Linked DNA regions of Mus musculus: region 1 is linked to region 2. Evidence: chromatin contacts called from public Hi-C data. All regions are on one chromosome and are shown on one strand. The core of a region is the stretch at or near the end of the contact, and the rest is flanking DNA. Distances in the headings are between cores, read along the strand shown. Region 1 holds the start of Slu7 (SLU7 splicing factor homolog (S. cerevisiae)). Region 2 holds the start of Rars (arginyl-tRNA synthetase).

Region 1 (7,258 bases), core at 3,732-6,231, 7.6 Mb after region 2:
GTATTGAGAGTTCATCTTGGTAGATTTTTCCTTTTACCAGTATGAAGTGTCCTTCCTTATCTTTTTTGATAACTTTTGGTTGAAAGTTGATTTTATTCGATATTAGAATGGCTACTCCAGCTAATTTCTTGGGACCATTTCCTTGGAAAATTGTTTTCCAGCCTTTTACTCTGAGGTAGTGTCTGCCTTTGTCATGGAGATGTGTTTCCTGTATGCAGCAACATGCTGGGTCCTGTTCACGTATCCAGATGTTAGTCTATGTCTTTTTATTGGGGAATTGAGTCCATTAATGTTGAGTTATTAAGGAAATGTGATTCTTACTTCCTGTTATTTTTGTTGTTAGAGGTGGAATTATGTTTGTGTGACTATCTCCTTTTGGATTTGTTGAAAGATTCCTTTCTTGCTTTTTCTAGGGTGTAGTTTCCCTCATTGTGTTGGAGTTTTCCATCTATTATCCTTTGGAGGGCTAGGTTTATGGAAAGATATTGAGAAAATTTGGTTTTGTCATGGAATATCTTGTTTTCTTCATCTATGGTAATTGAGAGTTTTGCTGGGTATAGTAGCCTGGGCTGGCATTTGTGTTCTCTTATGGTCTGTATAACATCTGCCCAGAATCCTCTGGCTTTCATAGTCTCTGGTGAGAAGTCTGGTGTAATTCTGATAGGCTTGCCTTTATATGTTACTTGACCTTTTTCCCTTACTGCTTTTAATATTCTTTCTTTGTTTAGTGCATTTGATGTTGATTATTATGTGATGGGAGGAATTTCTTTTCTGGTCCAAATAGACTATTTGGACTTCTGTAGGCTTCTTGTATTTTCATGGGCATCTCTTTCTTTGGGTTAGGGAAGTTTTCTTCTATAATTTTGTTGAAGATATTTACTGGCCCTTTAAGTTGGGAATCTTCACTCTCTTCTATACCTATTATCCTTAGATTTAGTCTTCTCATTGTGTCCTGGATTTCTTGGATGTTTTGGGTTAGAAGCCTTTAGCTTTTTGCGTTTTCTTTGACTGTTGTGTCAACGTTTTCTATGGTATCTTCTGCACCTGAGATTCTCTCTTCTCTCTCTTGTATTCTGTTGGTGATGCTTCATCTATGACTCCTGATCTCTTTCCTAGATTTTCTAACTTCAGGGTTGTCTCCCTTTGTGATTTCTTTATTGTTTCTATTTCCATTTTTAGATCTTGGATGGTTTTGTTCATTTCCTTTGCCTGTTTGATTGTGTTTTCCTGTAATTCTTTAAGGATTTTTGTGTTTCCTCTTTAAGGGCTTCTACCTGTTTACCTGTGTTCTCCTGTACTTCTTTAACGGAGTTATTTATGTCCTTCTTAAAGTCCTCTATCATCATCATGAGAAGTGATTTTAGATCCGAACCTTGCTTTTCTGGTGTGATGGTGTATCCACAACATTCTATGGTGGGAGAATTGGATTCTGATGTTGCCAAGTAACCTTGGTTTCTGTTGCCTATGTTCTTATGCTTACCTCCCATCATCTGATTATCTCTAGTGCTACCTGCCCTCGACATATCTGACTGAAGCCTGTCATTCCTGTGATCCTGGTTGTGTCAGAACTCCTCAAAGTTTAGCTGTCTCTATGATCCTGTGATTCTGGGATCCTGGGATCCCGAGATCCTGGGTGTGTCACAGCTCCAGGGAGTTAAGCTGCCTCTGGGACCCTGAGATCCTGGTGTAACCAAGCTCCTGGAATCCTGTGATCCTGGACATGTTAGAGTGCCTGGGAGTGGAACTTCCTCTGGGTGTTGTGGAACTAGATGAGGAGTTCTCCCCCAAGGGCTTCTCAGGACACCGGCCCAGACTGGAAGGCAAGAAAGCTTCCTATTAGCAATAAAATAGCAAAACTTTATATTGCTAGTCAAATCCTGCATCTCATTCTCTGTGATTCTTCCTCTTATTCTAGACACAAAGGGGCACCTTTGTTTCCTCAGCACCAACAGATTCTGCTTAGCTTCGGGATCTTTGCATAATTCTATCCAAAGAGGTTCTTCAAAATGAAGAAGCCAGACATAGTGACACACACCTTTAATCTCAACAACTTGGGACACTGAGTCAAAAGGATGTCTGTGAGTTTGAGGCCAGACAGGTTTACATATTGAGTTCATGTAGCTATACAAGACCACATGGTGAGATCTTATCTCCAAAAGAAAAAGAAGGAAATGTTCAAAGAGAAGTAGCGGATATAAATCTTGGTTTTGTTAAGTGGCATAGGCAAACATTTTGGTGCTGATAAAATTTAAGAAATGTATACTTATTTTGAAAAGTTTCATATATATGTACATATACATATACATAGAAAGAAATAGGTAACACTATAAAATGCATGACTGCTTTTTACATTTATAATCAAGGCTAAAGCCCAGTTGATAGAGCACTTAGCTAGCATGCTGAAGAAGCATAAATCCAGTAAGATGGCAGACAGGAGGATCAGAAGTTCAAAGTCCTTCTGTGCCACGTAGACTTCAAGGCCAGCCTGAGAGAGCGGAGAGAGGAGGAGAGGACAGGGGACATGATCTCTACCTCTAAGAAAGGAATTATGATCAGACTTATGTCAAAACACATGTTTTTCCAGAGAGACTTTTTGGGCATGATATTCTTAAGCAGTCTTCTGAGGGCTGAGTATATGGCTGCATGGTCGTGTTTGCCCAACATAAGGAAGGCCCTAACCAGGGTGGGGGAGATATTTAGAAACTCAAAAGAAGAAAGTAGCAAGACTGTTTTCCTAATGTCAACTAGATGACTGTTCATCCAGAGAATAAAGGAATCAAATCTAAATTTAAAGGGAGAGAAAACATTTGAGGAATGGCTTTACAGACATCAGTCTGCAGCCGAGGGAAATGAGCACGCAATTGTCTACTTTCAACTAAAAAGGGGGTTGGGAGAAACCTATAAAGTGAGATGGGGAAACAGCCAATACTGGGTTTAAACACTCGCAGTAGAGTAGAATCAAAAATTAGGAAGAGCAGTAATCTGGGTAGATGCAAGAGCAGTTTGATGTGTGTAACTCCTTTACAGTTGGGGTGAGAGCTATTCCCTACACAGACATCACATCAGACTGGGGTCTGTCTTCCTACACTTCCTTAAATCTGTTTGTGCGCAAAGGGATGTTCCTAGTAAATATGTAACTCAAGCTTCCTTTAAATTCATTCAACAAATATTTACTGAGTGTTATGCTAATCATCAAAAGAAAGAGCCTAACTCTGGGAGTTGAAGAATAAAAACAACACACGGGGCCCCGCACGCATGGACACAAGCACACACACAGCACTTACACTTTTACTGTCCCTTCTATTCCCTGTTCCTTTTATCCCCTCAACCTGTTATTTTCTCTTTGCATCTACTTCTGAATTAAACCACCAGCACACAAAAGTCTTGCTTTCAAAAATAAATCTATATACATTCCCACAGCTTCCACGTGAACATTGTCTAATTCCTTGAGAGGTTTTCTTCCCCTCTCACCAACAGGAAACATTGCTTTTCCCCAGTCCACTGCAAGTGTAAATAATATCACCATCCTGTCTTTAAAAGGACATGTTTTTCTGAGTGATGGTGTTCCCAGGCCAGCTTTGTGATCCCCACTTGTTACTGGGAAATAATGTACCTGGTTGGTAAACTTATAATAGAGTCCTCAGCTAATACAAGTCTCTCCTAATTTAGCTTTACAGAAAGCGTTCATCCAAAGATAATCCCTGCCTTCTTGGTCCCTCTCTCAAGCCTTGCGCTCTGAGTCCGCAGGACTCTGCTCTGCCTTTAGCTGCCTTGAAAAATCAAAATTATTTTTACATTCTTAACCCACTTCAAGTTCCTTTTTTAAAAAGTCTACTACTTTGGGCTGTTTGACTGAGGTGGTGGGGACGTTAGCTATAGTCCTGTATATCTGAAGAGCACTTCACGTAGGGGAAGTATAAATAACCACAAGACAGCATAAAGAAAAATGGCCAAGCAATGGCTCAGTAGTCAATACAGGTCATTCTTGCAGAAGCCCCCGGTTTGGTACTCATTCTGGTTCACAGACATATATCTGCATTTCCAGTCACAGATGATCTAACGCCAATGATGTGCAAACTCACACACAAAAAACATAAGGCTTTTTTTTTTTTTTTCCTGAGACAGGGTTTCTCTGTGTAGCCCTGGCTGTCCTGGAACTCACTCTGTAGACCAGGCTGGCCTCGAACTCAGAAATCTGCCTGCCTCTGCCTCCCAAGTGCTAGGATTAAAGGCATGTGACACCACTGCCTGGCATAAGGCTTTTTTTTTTTTTTTTTTTAAGAAAAATAAATTCACCAAAGTCGCCTATTTTCCAGGAGTTTGTTTTTTATGGGGATGTTTGTTTGTTTGTTTGTTTGAAAAAGGGTCTTCCTATGTCACTGGCCAGGACCTCAAAGATATGCCTATCTCTGCTAGGATTAAAGGTGTGTGCCATTACGCCGACCTTTGCAGCATTTTCAATAATCATTTTTGCTAAGATTCTGTGCTGTAGGCTGGCAAGATGGCTCAACAGGTAAGAGCACTCACTGACTGTTCTTCTGAAGGTCCTGAGTTCAAAACCCAGCAACCACATGGTGGCTCACAACCATCTGTAGTGGAATCTGATGCCCTCTTCTGGTGTGTCTGAAGAGAGCTACAGTGTACTTATATATCTTTGGGTGGGAGCAAGCAGAGACTGACTGGGCGAGCGGGGTTGACCGGAGCGAGCAGGGGTCCTAAAAAAATTCAATTCCCGACAACCACATGAAGGCTCACAACCATCTGTACAGCTATAGATTATCCATATACATAAATAAATCTTTAAAAAAAAAAAAAAAAAAAAAAAAAAAAAAGATTCTGTGCTGTTCCAGAAAGAAAGCTGCACTGCCATCACTTCGCCTTTCTGGGTCAAAAAAAAAAAAAAAAAAAAAAAAAAAAAAAAAAAAGAGCCAAGCGCTTGCAAATGCGCATGTGCCGATCTCCCGGAAGTTATCTCTGCGCAGCCGGAAGAAGGCAGGGAACCCGGAAGTAAACATTGCCGAGTCGCTTCGTTTCTGGCGGATGGTTTTGAGTGGTCTGCGGCGCGACTGGGTAAGTTGGGGTTCTGAGATTGAGCAGACGAACTGGGGACCTCGGGGAGCGGGTATCCCCTGCAGTGAGTCCTCGCGGTGATGAGCCGTCGTGGAACGGCGGACCCGGGTGGAGACTGTGGCCCAGGACGCAGGCGCCGCCCTCGCGTTCAGCCGGACCGAGGCTGACTCCTCAAGGAAAAGCCCTGGTCACTGTAAGCCGGACATCCTGAGCAGCCCGTACCGAAGCTGAGCCCTCTGTCCCCAAAAGAGTTCCTTTGAGGTTCAGTTTTTTCCGTTAGGTGGAGATGATCTTATTTTGTGAGGGTCAAATTAGAATGTCCGTATTGCATCAGTGAGTGGGAGCTGTTAAAGTTCTAACTCGGAGAGAGCCGGACCCTCTGCAGAGCAGTGGAACCTAATGACAAAACACTTCAGTCCCTCTTAATCTTGAATGTGACAGGCCTGCACTCCAGTGTCTGTGGTTTGTAACAGGGGTTGAAAGACCAACTAAAGTCAGGCTTGGGTTTGCGATCTGTCGTCTCTCACTAATGTCTTGTTATCTGAAGGTGTTAACCCCCCCCCCCCCGCCCCAAACTTGTTTCCTCACCATAAAATAGGGTGGTTGTAAAGATTTGGTGACGGTCTGCATGGTAAATTAAAGAAATGGTAACTGTTAAAATGAAGATGATTAAATCTGTGCTTCTAGTATATACTACCACGGATTTCTAACACTTCTGTTTTTATTTTTAAGTCTATTTTATTTTAATTATGTGTATAAGTAGGTAGGTGGGTTTGCCCTTGTAAGAACGTGTGTAGTCTTCTTGGAATCCCTGTAGCTGGAGTTAGGGACAGTTGTGAGCCACCTGACATAGATGCTGAGAACTGAGTTAGGGTTGTCTACAGGAGCAGTAGGTGAACCGTCTCACCTGCCCCATACACAGACCTCTATGGTGGCATATGCCTATAAAGCCAGAACTCGGGAGATGGAGGCAGACACAATTTCACAGGAAAGTCATGGAGTTTAAGGAATGCTGTGGATAAATACTTAGTGTTCTGGGTGTGGATGTCATGTACACAGTTGGTTGTGTAGATTTGAAGATCAAATGAAAAGTCTAGGGCAGAGAGATAGTATGGAACCCCAGTAGTGGGATACTGTTCCTCCTGAATCTTGGCAACTGGTATTGTTTAGAGTGGTGAGTGAGGCTCTTGCTGCTCTGTAAGGAATCAGCCTCTAAATAAACGTGTGCAAATAGATGAGCCTGCAGAGAAGTCGAGAACAGGAGAGGTGTTCACGGAAAACCAGTAACATGTTATAGAAGCCAAAGAATGAGAATCTCTGACAAAAGAAGGCATGGAATGGTCGGGAATGGAAATGAAGTCAGTGACCAGAGCAGAGGAGTGCAAAGCAGAGGTATAAAAATAGGCACACTATGAATATGGGTGATTTTGTGGTGTGTGTTTGTGTGTGTGTGTGAGAGAGAGAGAGAGGCAGAGACAGAGAGAACTAGATATGCTAGGCATCCCTGAATGTAGACAGACCCATCTCTATTTTTTTCTAACAAGGTCTCATGTCTTGAACTCTCTATATATCCAAGGGTGACCTTGGTCTTCTGATCCTATATTCACATCGAGATTGCTGGATATCAAGTATGCACCACCAGGCCTAGTTTTTGTTGCACTGGCAATCAAACTTCTGCTAGGCAAACGCTCTATCAACTGAGGCTTCATCCCCAGCCCTGAACTTTGGTAATTGTTAAGGCATTGGGCCTTCAAGGGGAACAGTGATGTGCTCTGGTTTTTTTAGGTTTTTGGGGTTTTTTTGTTTGTTTGTTTGTTTGTTTTCCTATGGAAGATAAGTTTGAGACATGCAGGAGGGCTAATTTAGGAACATCTGTATGAAAGTCTTTGAATTTTTTTTAAAGATTTATTTATTGTTATTTGTAAGTACACTGTAGCTGTCTTCAGACACACCAAAAGAGGGCATCAGATCTCATTACACATGGTTGTAATGCTGGGATTTGAACTCAGGACCTTTGGAAGAATAGCCAGTGTTCTTAACCACTGAGCCGTCTCTCCAGCTCCTTAAAATTTTATATACATGGCTTTCTCTGCTTACAAATTGGAGTGTTGAGAGAATTGGCGCTAAGAATACGTAAAGACTTTTTTTCATTTTGAGACAAGGTCTCACTATATAGCCATGGCTAGCT
Region 2 (7,298 bases), core at 96-2,595:
TATTCAGCCTATACTTCAATTTTAAATTTTCTTCTCGTAACTGTTCCAAACTTGGAGAAGCTTCCAAGCAGCCACAGTTCTTCAGCCGGTCGATCTCAGCAGTCAGAGCCTTAATCTCCCTTTCCTGTAAGGGAAAGGCAACTTTTCCAGGTCAAACAAATGCTTCCCGGATAATGGCAAACCTTACCACAGACTTCCTCATTTCGCTCTCCACAACATGTGGGGTAGAAAAATGAGAATGGACTTTGCAATGATTTTACTGACGTCAGCAATCATCCTTTATGAGATGGAACTGAGTTCACATGTGTGTGCTGGGGATGAGGGACTGCGGGGCAGAGAATATAACTCAGCCAAGTGTGCATGGCAGTACACATCTCCAGTCCTAGCAGTTGAGAGGCTGTGAGTTGAAAGTCCAGGGCCAGAGTCAAACACGGAAGTCTCTTCTTTAGCTAGGTGCATCCTGATTTAGTCAGAGTACAAGTTTCTGGCTTTACTACCTGTGTTGCTAAATCTAATGACTTGGGACTAAAAAAAACCAAACCAAATCAAAAACGACAAAACAAACCAACAAACATCAGTAGGAGTTGGGGACTTGCACCCCTCAGTGCTGCTTGCCACACATAGGCCTTGGCTCTGGGTTAGATCCCGAGACAAAAAGGAGTCAATCCATCTTTTGTCATATTCGAAATCACTCAAGTGTCCGTCTTTGCCTTTTCTGGGTCTACGTAAACTTCATATATATATGGTTTTTTTTTTCCCCATCTCTCCAAGATCTGCTACTATTCACTGGACTCAGCAGTAAAGAGCTTGTCCATTTATTTTGCACCTCGGGGATGATTTGCATAAAAGCAGTTATTGTCCAGGGAAGACTTAGACAAACTGAGTTCCTAACGCTAGTGTCTAGGCCCGAAAAAGAAAAGGGGCTGGTCTTACTTTCGTTTTTCAAAATTGTGACACTGTTCCAGACCAACACTGGCGGCTTCTTGGGAAGTTTCCGGCTGGGTCTCAGGGCACACCTGTCCTGCTCTAACCTGGCCTGGGCGACCAGCAGAGTGAGCCTCGCTCGCTGTCCACCCTCTCTTCTCTGAGTGACAGTCGCACGACCCGGCCAAGAGGAAAGGGCCAGCGGAGCAGCAAGGCTTCGCAAGCCCCGAGGTCCCGGACTGGGGTCGCCGCGGCCGCCTGTGGAAGCCACTGCGGACTCTGCCCCGCCGCCGCCCGCTCCAGAGCCCTCCGCCCCGCCCAGGGACAAACCTGCTGCAGCAACCGCGCGGAGCACTGAGCCACCAGACCGTCCATCCTCTCGTCAGCGACTCACATGCCAAGCGGCCGGAAGCGGAAGTGTCTAGTTTGGGCCGGAAACGGAAATTCCTACCCGGGTAAGTCACTGTTTTTGGTTTTTCAGGGCGCGCCCTCTGCTGCCCCCTAACGGGATCCAGGAGACACTGCGAGAGAGGCGGGGAGCAGGCCAAAGCAACCTACCCTCTGCTTGGAGGCATGGCGCGGGCATGGGCACAGAACCCATCCCTCTTTTGTTTTGATTTTTTGTGTTTTTTGTTTTTGTTTTTTTCGAGACAGGGTTTCTAGCCCTGGCTGTCCTGGAACTCCCTCTGTAGACCAGGCTGACCTCGAACTCAGAAATCCACCTACCTCTGCCTCCCAAGTGCTGGGATTAAAGGCATGCGCCACCACTGCCTGCAACTCATCCCTCTGTTAAACAGGCATTTTTGTTGTTGTTCACATTAAGGTGCTAGATACTCTCTCCAGGATGTGAAGATGTTTAGAATGTATGATAAAAAAAGGTCCTTAAACTAATGGAGACTGCCTGAAAGGGGAAAGAGAAAACAATGGCTTTCCTTTTCATTGTATGTGTAGTGCGCGCGTGCACGCGCACATGTGCATGTGTAGACTTTTTGTATTCCACTCTGACCTTTGACTCTCCATCCTCCTGCCTCAGCCTCCTTACCAGGCAAACAATGTTTTAATTACCAAGAAAGGAAGGTGGTACAATGACTTGAGCCAGGCAGCCTCTTGGAGCATCTCTCAGGCTCTTCTGTTCGTTTGAAAGATGTAGCCCAGGGTAGTCTTGCATTTAGCTGAGCTTCTGATCTTTTGTCTTGAACTTCTGATCTTTTTCTTTCCACCTTCCAAGGGTCGTGGTAACGTGGTTTTACCACCAAGATGGATTTAGTTCACGTTAAAATTTACTTATCTTCATCCTAAACAATAATATCTATGAATCCATGGGCTGAGTGTGTGGGCTAAAGATGCTACATATTAAATAAATATAGGACTTGAGAGGTGGCTCAGTGGTTGAGAGCACTGGCTGTTTTTTTTTCCCCCAGAGGTCCTAGTTTGATCCCAGTATTCACATGGCAGCTCACACTCACCTATGAACATGTAGTTCCCTGGGATTTGATGCTCTCTCCTGGTGTGCAAGCATACATGCAGACAAAACACCCATATACATAAAATAGATAAACTTTCAAAAACAATCAACATATTATTATAGATAATAAAGAATGCAGCCATATCTACCTGTGTTTTCTTTTTGCTAGGTAGAGCGGGCTGGCCTAAAACTCAAGCATTTCCTGTGTTCTGGGATTACATCTGCTGCCTCTCCGGGCCTATAGTTTTCTATATTGTCACCAGTGGTACCTATACCCACTTTGAGAAAATGCTGCATTAAGGCACTTGGCTATCACCACAGCACATAAAAAAATGTTAAAAACACACACACACACACACACACAACACTGTGATTGCTGTGAATTCATTCCAGCCTGAGTTAGTGAGTTTTAGGACTGTAGAGTAAGGACCTGTCTCCAGGTAAGCAAGCAAACAAGCAAAAAAAAAAAAAAAAAAAAAAAAAAAAAAGGAAGAAGGAAGGAAAAAAAAGAGGTCACAAGCCACTGAGAAACGCCTATGTTCCCATTGCTACACAGCCGGATTGGAAGGACTTCGACTTTCCTTCAGTCAGTCAGTAATTGTCATGTGTTAGGGAATACTGTGTCAGGAGCTGAAATGGTGAACAGGTGTGTCTGGTGCGTGAGATATGAAACCTAGGGAATCAGATACATATGGTTGGCCAGAAGTACATAACGTCAAGCCTGCTATTTCCAATTAGCTTCATTTACCCACTATCCTATAGTTGGCAGAAATTGATGGCTATCCTTACCATATTCCCATTAATACATTCAGTTAGCAACGTGCTCTGGGGATAGCTGTACTCATGGTATGGGTCAAAGATATGGAAATGAGTTATTCCAGAAGCATCTAGAATATAACAAGTAGAATATAGACTTCACTACTGTGGCTTAACATTGCGACTTAACTTATAACAGTAGAGAGTGACTCTCAGCACCGTGGATCTACAGCAGCGGATGCTGGATCTCAGTAATTCGGTCTACAATAGCAAACACTGGATAAACAATGCAGGGCTTTAGTTTCCAAAGTCTTGTCTTTAATTCTTTTCTTCCAGTGCTGGGATTAAGCCCAGGGCTTTGTGTTTGCTAAGCCACACTACTATTCTATTGAGCCACATCCCCAACCCCAAAACTTGGTCTCTTTCCTTTTGTTTCTTTCCTCTTCCTCCTCCTCTTTCTCCCCTCTCCTCGACCCGCCCCCCCAAGGTTTCACTAAGCTAGCCCTGGATATCCTAAAACTTGCCATGTAGAACAGGCTGGGCCTGAATAGTACAGGGATTAAAAGCACATATCAGAATGCCTAGCTGAGAAAGACCCTTTCTTTATAAACAAAACAAGACCTGCGGTTAAGAGCCCTTGCTACTCTTCCAGATGACTAGAGTTTCTGGCACTCATGTGAAATATAGGTGGCCCATGACCCCTCTATAACTCTAATTCCAGGGGACAAAACTCTGCTGGCCTTCATGGGCATCTTTGGATATACATATAAATAAAAGGAATCTTTAAAAACAAACAAGGCCATCTTAGACTACAGTATAAGTTTGAGACCAAGCTGATGTCAATATGCAACCAAATAAAATAAAATAAAATTCACATTGAGGTGGAGAGGTGACTCAGAGGTTAAGAGCACTGATTTCTGTGCCAGAAGCCCCGGGTTCAAATCCCAGCACCCACATGTTAGCTAACAACTGTCTGTAACTCAGTTCCAAGAGGACCCAATGACCTCTTCTGGTCTCTATAGGCATTGCACCCACATGCAGGGGTGCACACATCTGTGCAGGCAAAATACCCATACACATAAAATAGAAGTGAACATAATTCTATCCATCCATATTCATCCACCCATCTTTAAAAAAGCACACAAAAAAAGTCATGCTGATAATCCTAGAAAGGCTATGGCAAGACAATTGTTTTGAGTTTGAGGCCAGCCTGAACTACACAGTGTGACCCTATCTCAGAATAACAAGACCACAAGATCATAATCGTACCTTCTGTATAGGATATTGTAAAGATAACCCAGCTAAAAATAAACTTTTAGTGATTAGAGCTGTGGTGAGGGGAAAGATGTGATTCTATGGCTCTTGTGTAGCCTTTGCACTTGGTATGCTTAGGTACCTCCTTTTAAAATAATAAAACTAGGCTTAAACTTTGTTTTAGTTTGAATTATGTGTACTTGTGTGTGTCAGGCTATGTGCATAGGAGCATGAGTGTATGTTATGGCTGGTTGTGAGCTGACTGACGTGGGTGCTGGGCACCAGTCATCAGTTCTCTGGAAGAGCAGTAGCATTCTTAACTGCTGACACATCTCTCAATGTCCCATTAGTCATTTATTTATGTGCATTGTGGGTGCATGTCTGTCTGTGCACCATATGCATACTTGGTATGCACAGAGACCAGAAAGGGTCTCAGATCCCGGAAACTGGAATTACATATAGCTGTGAGCCACGATATGGGTGCTTGGAATCAAATACTGTTCTCCAGGAAGAGCAGCCAGTGCCTTTAACTCCTGAGCCATCTCTCCAGGCTCAGTTTTTAAGGACAGGTTTTCATACTGCTGAGAAGGTCTCAAACTCCTGCGTCCACCTTGCAGGTTCTGGAAACACAGACATACACCACCAGACCTTAGGTTCCCAAAGAGCTGAGCAGTCACTTTTATCTAACGGACAAATAAGTATAACTCGAAAAATAAAAGAAAAAGGAAAACAAAATTTCCCCCCCCAGGATTTGGAGCTGAGTGAAATCAGGGACATAATAAAAGTGAAGATGTGAAAGGGACAAATGACAAGAAGCTCTTTCTTAAAAGGCCACTTTATTGTTAGAGATAGATCCAAATGCGGTTCTCCGCAGCCCTCCCCTCACTCCCACAGCTGCGTCACTGGGCATCTGAGATGGGCGTGGCCTGGGCGTGGCCTGTCACCAGTCCGGGCGGTTCAGCCAGCTCCAGGCTACCTGCTTCCGGTCACGGTCACGTGGCCACATGAAAGACACATCACAGCTCACAAAGATCCGCGGACAGTCTTCGAATTCCCCCACGATTACTGTACATCCTTGTCTTTGTATTATTGTACAAAATAACGTTAACCAGGGCAGGCTAGCTGTGCTGTGCCACCCGCGGGACCTCCTTTGAGGATTGTCGCCCCTCAAATACAACTTTTTTTTTTTTTATTATTGCAGGGAAACCTCTGAAAGTTGTTGCTGTACAAAAAGAAAACTCTAGACAGTTTTAAGACTAGCAGCCACTTAATGCTGCTTTAGTTCATTTAAATTCTTTCCCAAAAATACATTCCTAAATATACAAACTATACAATCTTGTCATTTTAATGCTGGTTTTTTTGTTTGTTTGGTTTTTGTTTTTGTTGTTATGGTTGCTTTGTCATTTTTTTTTTTAAATAATAACAAGAAAACCTGAAATTTAAAAAAAAAATCTGTCTTCAAACCAACAAGAGCGCTCGGGGACTTGTGACTCAGTACCTTCATATAATGCCTCATAAATAACATTAGTCACAGTCAGCCTTCACAGCTTGGTCTGCACGCGCGCGCACGAGACAAAGGAAATACTTTTCTGGTGGTTAGACGTCATCTGCAGAGAGAGCTGGGATGTTCATCCGAGGCCGGGTGAAAAATGCCATTTTCTCCCTGTGATGGAAAACAGGTGTTTCAACCTCACTGAACACATAGGTATGGACAGGATAAAGCCCTGCTCAGGGTCAGGGCATCATGTATCCCAATCACACAGTCTGCCACTGAGAGACACCTCTACTATATACTGTAGGATACTTAGTGATAGCTCTGGCCACTATTAAATGCTGTTAGCATGCCTGAACTCTGGCTGTGAAATCTGAAATCTATGAACCCTGAACATGGTGATACATGCCTCTAGTCCCAGCAACTTGAGAGGCTCAAGACAAACATAGCTTGGGTCCGAGATTTTGAGTTCCTATCCACATAGTCCCATCTTTAACAACACACACACACACACACACACACACACACACACACAGTCAAATATCTTTGCAGCGAGTGACATAGGAGACAAAATCATGCTTGACCCATTAGCATGATCAATACAGGAAACACATACATATACATATGCATATATGTGTGTGTGTGTATGTATATGAACATTGGTTTATTTTTGTTTTTTGTGTGTGTTTGAGGCAGGGTCTCATGGAACACAGGTTGGCCTTGAACTCACACTATAGTGGATGGAGGATGAATCTAAATCCCTTTGTGTTGGAAGGCCCACACCAAATGACATCTGTGACCCTCCTCTGACACGTGTAGGTCCAGCAAGGCAAGCACCCAGCTGTGATTCTATTAGGCAGGCTAGCAAGCCGAGGCAGGAAATTAGGTGAGCATCCATTGCACGCCACTCCCCTCTTTATCACCAGCCAGGCCCCTGCAATTACCAGGTACCGAAAAGGCTGAGAGGAAAGGATAAGGCAGGTGGTTCATTCATTAAACAAGAGGATCTCACAAACTGGGCTGAGCTGTGTGGGGACTGGTCCCAGAGCACCACAGTACTCACAGCATTATGGGAGCCTGGCAGAGGATGAACATCTGTTCCCATGTAGGCTACAGCTCTGCTAGCAACAGGGGCATTCAGTGCCCAGGAGCAGGGAACACGAGGCCAGCAAAGACGATAAAGGCCAGGCAGCTGGTGGGGTAGCGGAAGGCATGAGACTGGGATTATCCACTCACCTGAAAGACTGCACTTCTGGGGGCTCCTTACAGCTCTGGCCTCGAAGCCTGTGCACATCCTTGGCAGCAGCTCTCATCATCTTGTCGGCTTGCAACTCACTCTTGTGCTCCCCACGATCCACCTGGGAGGTAAGGCAAGCAAGAGTGTGAGGTGGGAGAGAGTCCTCTGGC

Evidence for each region. Hi-C and Micro-C count contacts between places; a contact is called where the count stands out from the background.
Region 1: a contact with region 2 is called in a Hi-C map of Th1 cells, with 6 times the contacts expected there. The contact joins the promoter of Slu7 here to the promoter of Rars in region 2. A contact is called at or near these places in 1 of 39 promoter capture datasets (pre-B cells) and 1 of 484 Hi-C or Micro-C datasets (Th1 cells).

The regions. Positions count from the first base shown.
Region 1 is chr11:43,428,750-43,436,007 of GRCm38.p6, forward strand. Slu7 (SLU7 splicing factor homolog (S. cerevisiae)) reads left to right here and starts at 4,982. Exons shown (of 16, transcript NM_198936.1): 1 at 4,982-5,070.
Region 2 is chr11:35,833,183-35,840,480 of GRCm38.p6, forward strand. It overlaps Rars (arginyl-tRNA synthetase), which reads right to left and starts at 1,346. Exons shown (of 15, transcript NM_025936.3): 1 at 1,255-1,346; 2 at 1-124. The coding sequence starts at 1,299. It overlaps Wwc1 (WW, C2 and coiled-coil domain containing 1), which reads right to left. Exons shown (of 23, transcript NM_170779.2): 22 at 7,128-7,249; 23 at 5,217-6,062. The coding sequence ends at 5,996.